Linked DNA regions of Mus musculus: region 1 is linked to region 2. Evidence: chromatin contacts called from public Hi-C data. All regions are on one chromosome and are shown on one strand. The core of a region is the stretch at or near the end of the contact, and the rest is flanking DNA. Distances in the headings are between cores, read along the strand shown. Region 1 overlaps Gm38475 (a long non-coding RNA gene). Region 2 holds the start of Gm15499 (a long non-coding RNA gene).

What was found. Hi-C and Micro-C count contacts between places; a contact is called where the count stands out from the background.
Region 1: a contact with region 2 is called in a Hi-C map of the N1E-115 cell line, with 3 times the contacts expected there. The contact joins two enhancer-like sites. A contact is called at or near these places in 5 of 39 promoter capture datasets (embryonic stem cells, hippocampal neurons, liver and 1 more), 4 of 484 Hi-C or Micro-C datasets (the N1E-115 cell line, bone marrow-derived macrophages, liver and 1 more), 2 of 115 datasets of contacts at active chromatin or transcription factors (embryonic stem cells and fibro-adipogenic progenitors) and 4 of 9 other capture datasets (adipose tissue, liver, macrophages and 1 more).

The regions. Positions count from the first base shown.
Region 1 is chr6:145,535,912-145,541,049 of GRCm38.p6, forward strand. All of the region lies in intron 2 of Gm38475 (a long non-coding RNA gene), which reads right to left. Among named protein-coding and RNA genes, the nearest start is that of Gm38475, 76 kb to the right of the region's middle. Within about 2 kb of position 3,515, at least 9 of the 459 cell types and tissues checked have an H3K27ac peak or open chromatin away from gene starts, as enhancers often do. A contact at or near this core is called in the N1E-115 cell line, where this site is marked.
Region 2 is chr6:145,441,914-145,447,838 of GRCm38.p6, forward strand. It overlaps Gm15499 (a long non-coding RNA gene), which reads left to right and starts at 957. Exons shown (of 3, transcript XR_378154.3): 1 at 957-1,265. It also overlaps a transcript of Lmntd1 not described here. Within about 2 kb of position 4,433, at least 21 of the 459 cell types and tissues checked have an H3K27ac peak or open chromatin away from gene starts, as enhancers often do. A contact at or near this core is called in the N1E-115 cell line, where this site is marked.

The sequences.
Region 1 (5,138 bases), core at 2,265-4,764, 93 kb after region 2:
CAATGCACCAAGCATGGTGGTTACATTGGTTTAGGATTATCAGAAAGAGGAATGAGAGGAGGCTTCGCAGGTCTTCTTTTCATTTAGTATAAATGACTTGAGCATCTTTGGAATATGGTGGCTGCAGAGGCCCAGGGCCTATTCTCATGGTTATTGTAGACCGCTGCCTGGACAGGTAAGTGAGATGGTTATAAGGAATCTTTCAAACAGTCCAGAGAAAAGAGGGAAGCTGCAGATGGAGCTGGAGATGAATCAAGATTGCCTATGTTGGGTACTGGCGAGGTGGGCTGTTGTTACCGTGAAGGTCATAATAGCTTTATGCCCACTGCTGAGCTGTACTTGGAAATTCCAACACTAAACCTTTTGAGGAAGCTATCGCTGTCTCGTTTATTTCATTTTCCTTGAGCTTTTTCCTGGAAAACTATAGCATGATTTATGTGGACAAAGAGCCATTAAAATCCCTCTTCGGAACAGGCCGAAATAATAATGAGATCCACAAACATTAAATCTTCTCTACCCTCATCAGTTATTTTAAAAGCAGACCATTTCTCACACCGGCTGATGTGGAATATTTATATGGCATACCCTTGGTTAGAAAGCTAGGTCTATGTCAAGAAGTATAACACTCACCTTCGAAGACAAAGCACAGATGGTTTTGAAATCAAGGAAACGTTCCAGTAATTTGACATTTAGTAGGACTGAAATATATATTCCAATCTGCTAAACATTTGTCACTATATAAGCAACAATAACAGCAACAACAAAAAACCCTGATTTTTTTTTTCCCTTGTGCAATTAGACAAGACTGGACCTTTCTGTAGACTGGGATTAATACCTCTCTCCCTATAACCTTACCTGGTGAGGCTTCTCCATGGCACAGCCTCTCTCCTGACAAACACACTGACAGCATCATCCTGAGGTGGGAAATAAGTGATCATCTGCCTTGCCTCAGGGGCTGAGAGGTGGCTCAGAAGTTAAGAGCACTGACTGCTCTTGCAGAGAACCCATGTTTGCTTCTCAGCACCCATATGTCAGCTCATAACACTCTGTAATTCCAGTTCCAAGGGGGATCTTGTGCCCCTTTCTAGCCTCTGCAGACACCAGACATGCATGTGATACACATATATATATACAGAAAAAACACTCAAACACATAAAATGTACACTTGGAGGAGGAGAAAGAGGAGGAGGAGGAGGAGGAAGAGGAGGAGGAGAAGAAGAAGGAAAAGGAGGAGGAGGAGGAAGAGGAGAACAACAACAACAACTTCAATTGGGCATGATGATGTAAGCCTGGAGCCCCAGTTCTGTGGAAGCTGAAATAGGATACCTGGAGCTTGCTGGCCAGACAGTCTAGTCCCAACAGCAACTCTAGGTTCACTGAAAGACCCTATCTCAACAAAATAGGGTATAAGGGGTCAACGAGAGCACAGTTTTTAAAAGCACTGGCTGTACCACAGAGGACCCCCAGTTCAGTTCTCAGGACCCACACAGTGGCTCAAAACCATCTCTAACCCCAGATTTCAGGGATCTGATGTCCTCTTCTGACCTCAAAAAAAATCAAGTACCTATGTGGTACACACACACACACGCACACACACATACAAACACACGCACACAGACACACACACACAGACACACACACCCCAGAGGCAAAACAGTTAAACAAATAAAGTAAAAATAATTCTTTAAAAAAGTAAAACAATTTAAAAAGCCAAAGTAGTAAGTGAGTGAAGAAGCCTTGAGACATCAACCACTGTATGTTTCCACATGCACACACACACTCTCACATACAGGCACTCACATGCACACACTTAGACATTCACATACACTCACATATACACACTCACAGACACATATACATATACATTTACACACACACTCACATTCACATATACATACTCACAAACACACATTTAAACACATACTCACATGCACTCATACACACATCCTCACACACAAAGACACATTAGCACACACAGAAACACATCCTCCCCATGCACATAAAAGAATAAAATGCTGCAAAAGAATGAACACATCGCAACCACTGAACTTAAACTTCACACGATTTCTTATTTCTAGAGTCAGAAAAAGAGAGTCGGTATTTAAGGACGGATGCCGTAGCAGAGGTGGGATGCCACTGCCAGCTGATTCCTTTGAGAATGCTGACAAAACTGGCTACCATGTCAAAACGAAGAGAGAAACTCACTTGGTTTTCTTCACACCTAGGACCGTCATTGTCACAGAGCCCAAACTAGATTGCATTAAGAACTCTACTATGCTTTATGCTGAACAAGGCAGGGTCCGTAGCTACTCTGCACTGATACAGACGGGCACATCTTAGGGATCTGGCCCAGGGAGCAACGGCTTAGCTGTGGCAGACTAACTGAGTGGCTGGGGTGCACCACTTATCCTCTGTGTGTTTTAGGAACTATTTAGCCTTGAGAAAATGGGGCATCTTCTCCCCAATTCACAAGACAATATGATGGAGCACTCAGGAATGGCATCCGTACCATGCTGACAGCTCCTGCCTGTGGGTTAAAACTACTCGCCATAGAAGCTTGGGCTCTGTGAGACAGGCTGCTCACTGTTCAGGTCTCCACCTAGTGATCTTTTCCTCCAAGATCATGCAATTCTCACCGGGAAGAAGTACATTTCCCAGCATCCCTTGCTGCTGGGAATAGCCACTGACTGACATTCTAGCCAATGAGAATCAGCTAGAAATTGTGTGTGTGTGTGTGTGTGTGTGTGCGTCTGTAGAGGTTCTGGGACTTCCTCCATCTCCATCTCCACCTTGCTTTCTGGAATGTGGACAGATGGAACGTGTAAACTATAACACCCCACCAGCTCACAAGGCCCTGTGTGAAGCAGGACAGAAGGCAGAGTGAGTGTCCAACTCTGGAGATCGCTTCACACCCCAGAAATGTAAACTTTAAGTCCTTTTTCATTTTTTTGTTTGTATTTTGAGACTGTGTCTATCACTGGTCCAGGCCTTCCCAATTAGACTGGACTGCCTGGCCAGTGAGCCCCCCGGGGGTCCACCTGTTTCTGTTTCCAGCAGTGCTGGGTGGTGAAGTGCACCCTCTCACACACTGATTTCTCGTTCTGGGGACTGAGGTCTTTGTGCATGAAGGATCTTTACTGGATGAGCCATCTCTGCAGCCCAAGCCTTGATTTATTTAATCGCCTGGCTTTTGCTTTGCTTTGTCTCACTGTTATGGTTATTAAGGCTTTTAAGCCCTTCACAGATCCCACAGAGACAAATACAGATGGGAAATAAATACTCAATTTACAAATATCTGTGTGTACAAGCTAAAAAATTACCGACACTAAACAAAGGACTGGTGGCTCACACTCCCAGAAGGGTCATAAGAACCAGGACGAGGCTGTGACCTTCACTAGTGACACTCGAGGACAAAGGTCACCGAGCAAGCGAGAAGAGAAGCCTGGCGCTCTGGCTCATGGCTTTGCAACAAGAAGAGACAAAAGTGTGCACGTGTGCTGAGCCTTGAGAAAGAGCCAATGAATCCTGCAGCCAACCCATAACAGGTCAGAGCCAGGACACCAACAGACCCACCCTGAATCAATCAGGGAAACATCCCTTCTACACTGAGAATTGTTAATTTAATGTCAACTGGTTTGGGATATATGTGTTTAGTTGTCACGAGTCAAGGTGGTCACGGTGATTTATGCTGGAAGAAGTCATTAGCTGCCTTCTTTCACGTCAGCCGTGCAGATCCAGTGTAATTGCTGCTAGAATCCCTTCAGTCAGGCTGGCCTGGGGCTGTGGGCTGGAAGCTGACTGACAAGCTTCCTGCTGCTCTCTGTATCAGCCAGGACACCTCAAGATTCTCATCTCTGCATTGTGACCGGCCCAGCTCGCTCAGTGACTTTTAAGCCCAGCTTGCTCCTCAGTGACTTTTAAGCAGCTCTCAGACCATGCAACACTTTTTCCATACATAGTTGCTTTCTAGCTATATTTTGAAGCTAAAAGGAACTGTTGACATTCTTTCAACATTCCCTGGGTCAGGAAGATGCCAAGTTGAAAGTGGCCAAGACTGATTGTTACTTACAAAATTTTAAAGCAAGAGTCTTTGATTGCAGAAATATAACTTAATGGCACCAAGTTGCCAGAAGTTCTTCATGAAAAATAAAATCTCTTACTTTTAATGTATTTGTTTCTTATTCTGTTTTTCTCCTGCAAAGCCCAGGCTGGCCTTGAAGTGCTTGCTCTGCTTGCTTGAGTGCTGGAGCTATGTGTATGTGCTGCCCTTTAAGGCCCCGCTTCTTCTTCCTGTCTCCTCTGTTTCTCCCTCCCTTTCTTCCCACCAATCCCTCTTCTCCTCCTCCCCTTCTCTTCCTTACTTCCCTTTTCATCTTTCTCTTCTTTCCCCTCCCTCTTCTGATTCTTTCTTCACTTTTGTAGTGAGAAGGGTTATCTCATGCTAGGCAAGAACTCTACTGCCCACGGACTCATCATAGTCCCAGCCATCCCAAGCCTTTCAAACGTTAAACAATTTCAGTTCTTTCAACTTTTGAAGACAATGTTTGCATATTTAACTCTTTTAAATAAAATTTTCATATGGGTGATTCAGGTTTCTGAATCTTTTCCAGTTTCTTAAGACTTCTCTGAAACCATGATGATCCAAATTGAATTAATGGGTCTGAAAGGAACCTAACTAATACCAATTATGAAGGAAAGGCCATTTCCACATCTGGCTACTTTTATAGAGGTGGTATCTTTCTCACCTCTAGTGCATGTCTACACACTGATGCACAACCACCACATCGTTGTTGATGGAAGGAACTTTCTCCTATTACACTTGACTGCACTAGCTGGTGACCTCTGACCTGTGCTCACAGTCTGGCTGCACTGAGGACTGTGGGTATGTTGCAACAAGATGGTTGTTAGCTGCAGCTATGCTTTAGTGTGGAGGTTATGCCTAGGGAAAGACAGTGCATAAAATGGGCTTCTGTTAGTCTGACAAGCACAGTGAAAGCAAGGTAATGACTGCTAGTTTACCATGCCACACAGCATGCCACACATGTCACACAGCATGCCACACATCACACAGCATGCCACACAACATGCCACACGTGTCACACAGCATGCCACACAACATGCCACACATGCCATACAGC
Region 2 (5,925 bases), core at 3,183-5,682:
CCAAAGCGACGGAATCGTTCAAGGACTTCTCTGATGCCCAGAGACTAAAGGAAAACTGCCAGTGTGTCTTCCGTGCTTTCTGACCTGGCTGGAGGGCTTCATCATGACAAGCTGTTACTCTTCAGAGCCCTGTTGTCTAGCCACAGCAGGTTTGCAGGACAGTTCTTTGTCACGTTGACACAAGCTACTGTCAGATTCCTGGATACATTAAGCAACCCTAAAGTGTAAAGATTTCTCAGTCAGAAAAAAATGTTCCAAGTTTGAAATATATCATTCTGGTGCATAAAAATGTAGCAACAAGTTCAAATTTGAAGGCTTGTTCAGAGAGCAGTAAAAATGAATAGAATTATAAAGGGCTAACTGTAGGTTAGGAAAATACTTTTTTTTAAACTTTAAATTCTCTCTCTCTCTCTCTCTCTCTGTGTGTGTGTGTGTGTGTGTGTGTGTGTGTGTGTATGTGTGTGTGTGTGTGTATGTGTGTGTGTGTGTATGTGTGTGTATGTGTGTGTGTGTGTGTGTGTGTGTATGTGTGTGTGTGTGTGTGTGCACACACTCGCCCGCGACTGGGCATGCTTACCCATAAGGGCACCGTGGAAGCCAAATGTCAACACTAGATATCTTCCTCTATCCCTTTCTGCCTTGGATGAGGTCTCTCACTTAGCCTAAACCTTGCCATTTTGGCAAGACAGGTTGGCCAGTGAGCTTCCCTGATCTACCTGTTGCTTGCCTCTAAATTCTGTTGCCCACAGGAGGGAGCTACGGCACCCGGCTTTTATGTTTTCTGTGAATGCTGAAGACCTGGGATGCTTCCATGACTTGTACCTTATCCACTGATTTATTTTATCCCCACACGACATCTTCTGTTGTCTCTGTCTTATCTGTTGCCCTGTAAAATGACAGATGTCAGACAGCAAGGATGAAGTGCTCCCTTATGAAGGAACAGGGAGGCTCTATGGTAACTAGGATGCCTGTGGTCTGAAGATTCCAGGTGAGACCTTGTGTTTCTTCCCCTCTTCCTCCAAGTCAGTGGTGTCTGCTTCGTGTTCCCTGCAGCTCCGTGTTCCCCCTGCTGGCGAGAGTCAACAGGCCGGGTCAACACTACGTGCACGGCTGGCTTCAGAGTCTATTTTATAGTTCGTCGATTCGCTCAGCTGTCGTTTTCACACTTGATCATGAACAGACTCCATGCAAGGGAAATCAACTGAAGATGACTGTCTTTCACAGAACTCAATAAAGAAGCTAGGAGACACGTGGGCTCCGTAACGGTGAGTATTCTTACTGACTACTAGGAAATAGGTGTGAACCAGAGCGAAGCACCTGAACTCAGCTCACTGAGGCGGGTCCTCACTCTGCCTCAGCGCTTTCTCCCCAATACGCCTCAGGGATGGATCTTTCTGACATCAAAAACACAGCAACCCAAATGTGATATTGAAATAATCCCCCATGTCTGTATGCTGCAAGTACATTTGTATGGACAACAACTGTATTTAATGTACTTAATCACATTCAGAGGACCTGTAACCATAGAATTTTAAAGTGAGACTCGGTTTGAAATGCTGACTTTAAAAAGATCCATTTTATTAAGTGTGTGTTCTTGTGTGTGTGTTGTATGTGTGTACATGTGTGTGTCTCCATGTGTGGTATACATGGATATGTGCACACTGAGTGTATGTGCCTGGGGAGTCCAGAGGCAACAAGTGCCACAGACCCCTTAAGCTGGAGTTACTGGCAGTTGTGAGCCACCTGCGGTATATCCTGGGACTCAAACTTAGGACTTCTGTAAGACCAGTGATCACTCTTAACAGCTAAGCAATCTCTCCAGCCTCAAAATGCTAAGTGTACAGTGATATAAAGTAATTCTGCTATATAATTATTAAATGGTATAAGGAAATAATGCCCCCCCCCTTTTTTTTGATACAGGGTTTCTCTGTGCAGCCCTGGCTGTCCTGGAACTTGCACTGTAGACCAGGTTAGCCTCGAACTCACAGAGATCCACTTGCCTCTGCCTCCCAAGTGCTGGGATCAAAGGTATGCACCACCACTGCCCAGCTCAAATAGTTCCTTTTAAAATCTTTAGTTCTTATAAGGACACAGATTTTTATCTTTTTCTTAATTTTCTAGCTTCAGCATTGTTGAGTCCTGTCTCATGTTGACCATACAATGAGCTCAGCATCTTTCTCATTCCTATTGATTCAGTGGCAGTGTTGGGTTCTTACTAACTTGTACCTGGGCTGGCACTCTGACATGTGCTGGAAGATAGAACAGTCCATGGAGGTCCAAGGTGGGTGTGGTGACCCGTGGTGGGTCATGGGGCCACCATGCTGGGCCGTGGGGGTGGGGAGAGTGCACTGACTGCTGACAGGAGACGAGGAGGGGAGCATTCCAGGCCGTATCTGTCCAGGAGGAATCAACCTCCTCTCGGAACGAGGACAAGATTATCGGGGTGTGTCTGAGGAGTGGCAGGCTCTGTCTTCTGTTTAAAGAGGACTCTCTGTCTTTGTACTGAAAATAATCTCAAAGAGCAAGAATCAGGGAGACATTTGCCATTGTACAGGAAGAGATGCTGGCACCACAGGCTGGCAGCCAAGGAGGTGACCAGATGTGGCTGGGCTCTGGCTAGAGTCGGAAAGGAGGCCTGCAGAATGTTGGTAGACTTAAGTGAAGTGGGAGAGAAAGAGACAAGACAAAATGATCCTAGGGATTGACTTCTGAGCAACTGAGGGAAAAGAACTTCAATTACATGCACACATATGGGAGTGCACGCACACATACACATGTACACACATGCATGCACATACTCACACATGCACACACATGCATGCATACACACATGCACACAAACACATACACACACTATATGCATGCACATATACATGCATGCACACATACATGCACACACTTGCACATACATACTCATATGCAAACACATGCACACACATGCACACAATGTATACAATGCATACACACATGCACATGCATACTCACACATACACACAAGCACACATACACACATTCAGACACATATACATGCATGCACATACACACATGCACAGTCACACACACAAGCACACATACATACACATGCATGCACACATGGGCACACACATGCATGCACACACACAAGCACATATGCTCACATATATGCAGAGGCATGCACACGGGCACACATGTGTACAAACAGAGACAGCACCCAACATGTTCATGATTTTCCTCAATCCATAAATAAAGCAATCACCAATCAATTGTGTGAAAAGTTGCCTGTCTACTCAACACCTTGCCTCAACGTCATGTTTAGCTCTGTGCAAACTCAAACTGTTCTCTGAACAATAGCGTGCTCGTCCACACACCAACCTTGGATTGTTCATGAGCAAGGCTGTGGCATTTTGACTTTTGAGAAGTGACTTCTATTTTATAGATGTCATGTACTTGGGAGTATTCTGTAAACCTAATCTGGTATTCCATATTTGATAGCAGCTACAATTGCAAACTCCAGGTCCCACACCCTGCAAATGGGCCTAAATGTAATGCTTTGGCAAAGAGCACAGACATTTGTACTTTGAAATGTGGTGTATCCTCTGCCAAGACTGTGGCGTGTGAAAACACCCAGCAGGGCTGGCAATCTCTGAGGGGTTTGAGGAGCATAACTACGGCTTCAAAGTTAGCCTGACCCTCCTTATTTATGTTCTCTGTGGACACCTGGGAAATGTGTGTTTCTACCATAGCCTGAGATCTAATACTTACTCAACAAGGAGTATTTTCTTTGGCTGATAAATGAACATTTTGTGCTAGCTATCAACTCTAAAATAATACGCCCGTATCAGATTCCCACTTTTATTTTTTATTTAAACCAAAAGAAATCCTGGCCAGCATACTTTCCAAGGGAAATGGATAGTGTCTGCCAAAGGCACTGCTGGCTCTCCATCATGCTGCCTAGTTTTAAAGACTCTAACCTTGATGACCACTGCTATTGGCAGAGACCACAGGAGATGAGGACAGCTTGGCTCAAATCACACACTGGCCCTGACCAGTCCTGCCCCTGGGCCCACTGTTGTGTCTGTGCAAGGCATTCCAGATCTTGGAATCAGTCTTCCCAAAGACTAACCCTCAGCAGACTGTCTGCGATTCTAGACTCCTTGGAAGTTTCTACAGCCTGGCAGCACCCATGGGTCCTGCCTGCTCTGACTTGCAAAGCTCTCCAGCCTTAGCCTGAGACCTCCAGCTGCATTTTGATGCAGGAAATGAGCCATTCCTTCCTCCCACCAAATTAAACCTTTTAACATAATTTTGAAATGTAATTGGCAAAGCTCACTCTACTGTAATAAAGCACTCTGTAAATTCGCCAGAGTTTAATACCACCAGACCACACTGACCGAGGTTCCAGCAGACAAGGGAAGGACTTGGGAAGCTATTAGACCAACTGTGTTTACTTAAACTTGAAGATCTTGCCTCAATTATCTTTTTTTTTTCCATTGGCAAGGCGTACCAGCCTGGGAGCGACTGCTTCTGTGCTGATGACTGGTGCGAGCCAGGGACCTGCTGACTGAGCTCAGCACTCTGGGTTTGCACACGGAGAGACCGGATCCCAGAGGAGCTTAGCTATGGCCACCTGGGTATTAGAATCACACTTTCTGTTGTCCCTAAAATCTAAGTATTTGTTTGGAGGAAACTCCAGAGAATTAATGGTTTCAGAGTAGAGGTTTTAAAGTTTTTGGTTCATTTGCTTACTTATTTATTTGATCTGTGGTGGACATGCACAGGGGTTCATGCGCACCTACAGAGCGGCACCACGGGGTCACGTGACCATTTCTGGAGATCTTTTAAAAAAAAGACACTCAGTGAGTGCACCTCACCTCCCTTGACTTCTCTCTCCTTAGTCTGGATGCCCAGTGTGGATTTGCCACCCTAGACATTGATTTGGGACAACACATGAGAGGTGACCTAGGAAGAGGCTGAGCTAATGACATCGCGGAGTCGCAGGGACTCTGATGAACTGAGAGGATTCACATTAAAGCACTGTTATTCTGGATTACTGTTCTTCAAGTAGATTCTAATACATAAAATCCACCTTGGGGCTGGAGAGCTGGCTCAGAGGTTAAGAACCCTCACTGCTCTGGAGAGAGGACCTGGGTTCGGTTCCCAGAGCCCTCCTACAGCCTTCTCAGCACGTGTCACTGGCACACACAGACCATCTTCTCAAACTCGTAAGTAAAGAATGGAACCTTAAAAACATACATCTGACAACATAAACGCCACACCGTCTTGAAGGCTATATTTCTAAAACCCAGACTAGGTGATGTTCCCATTGAGAAACAGCTCCACACTGCTCACAGAAAACAGTGCAAGGCCCTTGTCAAGCAATAAGCATCATGCCGCAGCCTGACTTCCAACGGTCACAACAGCTTCACTCTTCTTGCTTAGCTCTGGTATCACTGAATCTCGAGAACCACACGGAGTTCGTGGAACTGTACTTTCTCCCACTCTGCGTCTCTTGGCAGCAACTTTTCTCTTTGTCCCTTAAAAGCACGCACCCTCTCCTTGGATACCTCCCCATATCCCCACCCCTGACCTCTAACCTCTCTGTGTGACCCTGTTCTTGCTTTAACAACTGCCCCTGTACTCTATGTCCACATCTGGGAGGCTTTCAGGAGCTGGTGAGTTCAGCTAATTTAAACAGAACGTGGACTGTTTTCAGGGAAAGAACCAGAGAACAAGAAGACAAGGTAGATATCAGTAAAGAGTTTACTCAGTAAAATTAATTTGCCACGGGGTTGGAGAGATGACTCAGTGGGTTAAAATGCTCGCTGCTTTTTGAGGACCTGGTTTCAGTTCCTGGGGACCCAACTCCCCTCGTGAGCTTTTGGATACACACGGTGTACACTGTAACTCTCAAGACACTTACAGTACACATAGAATAAATGAATAGAT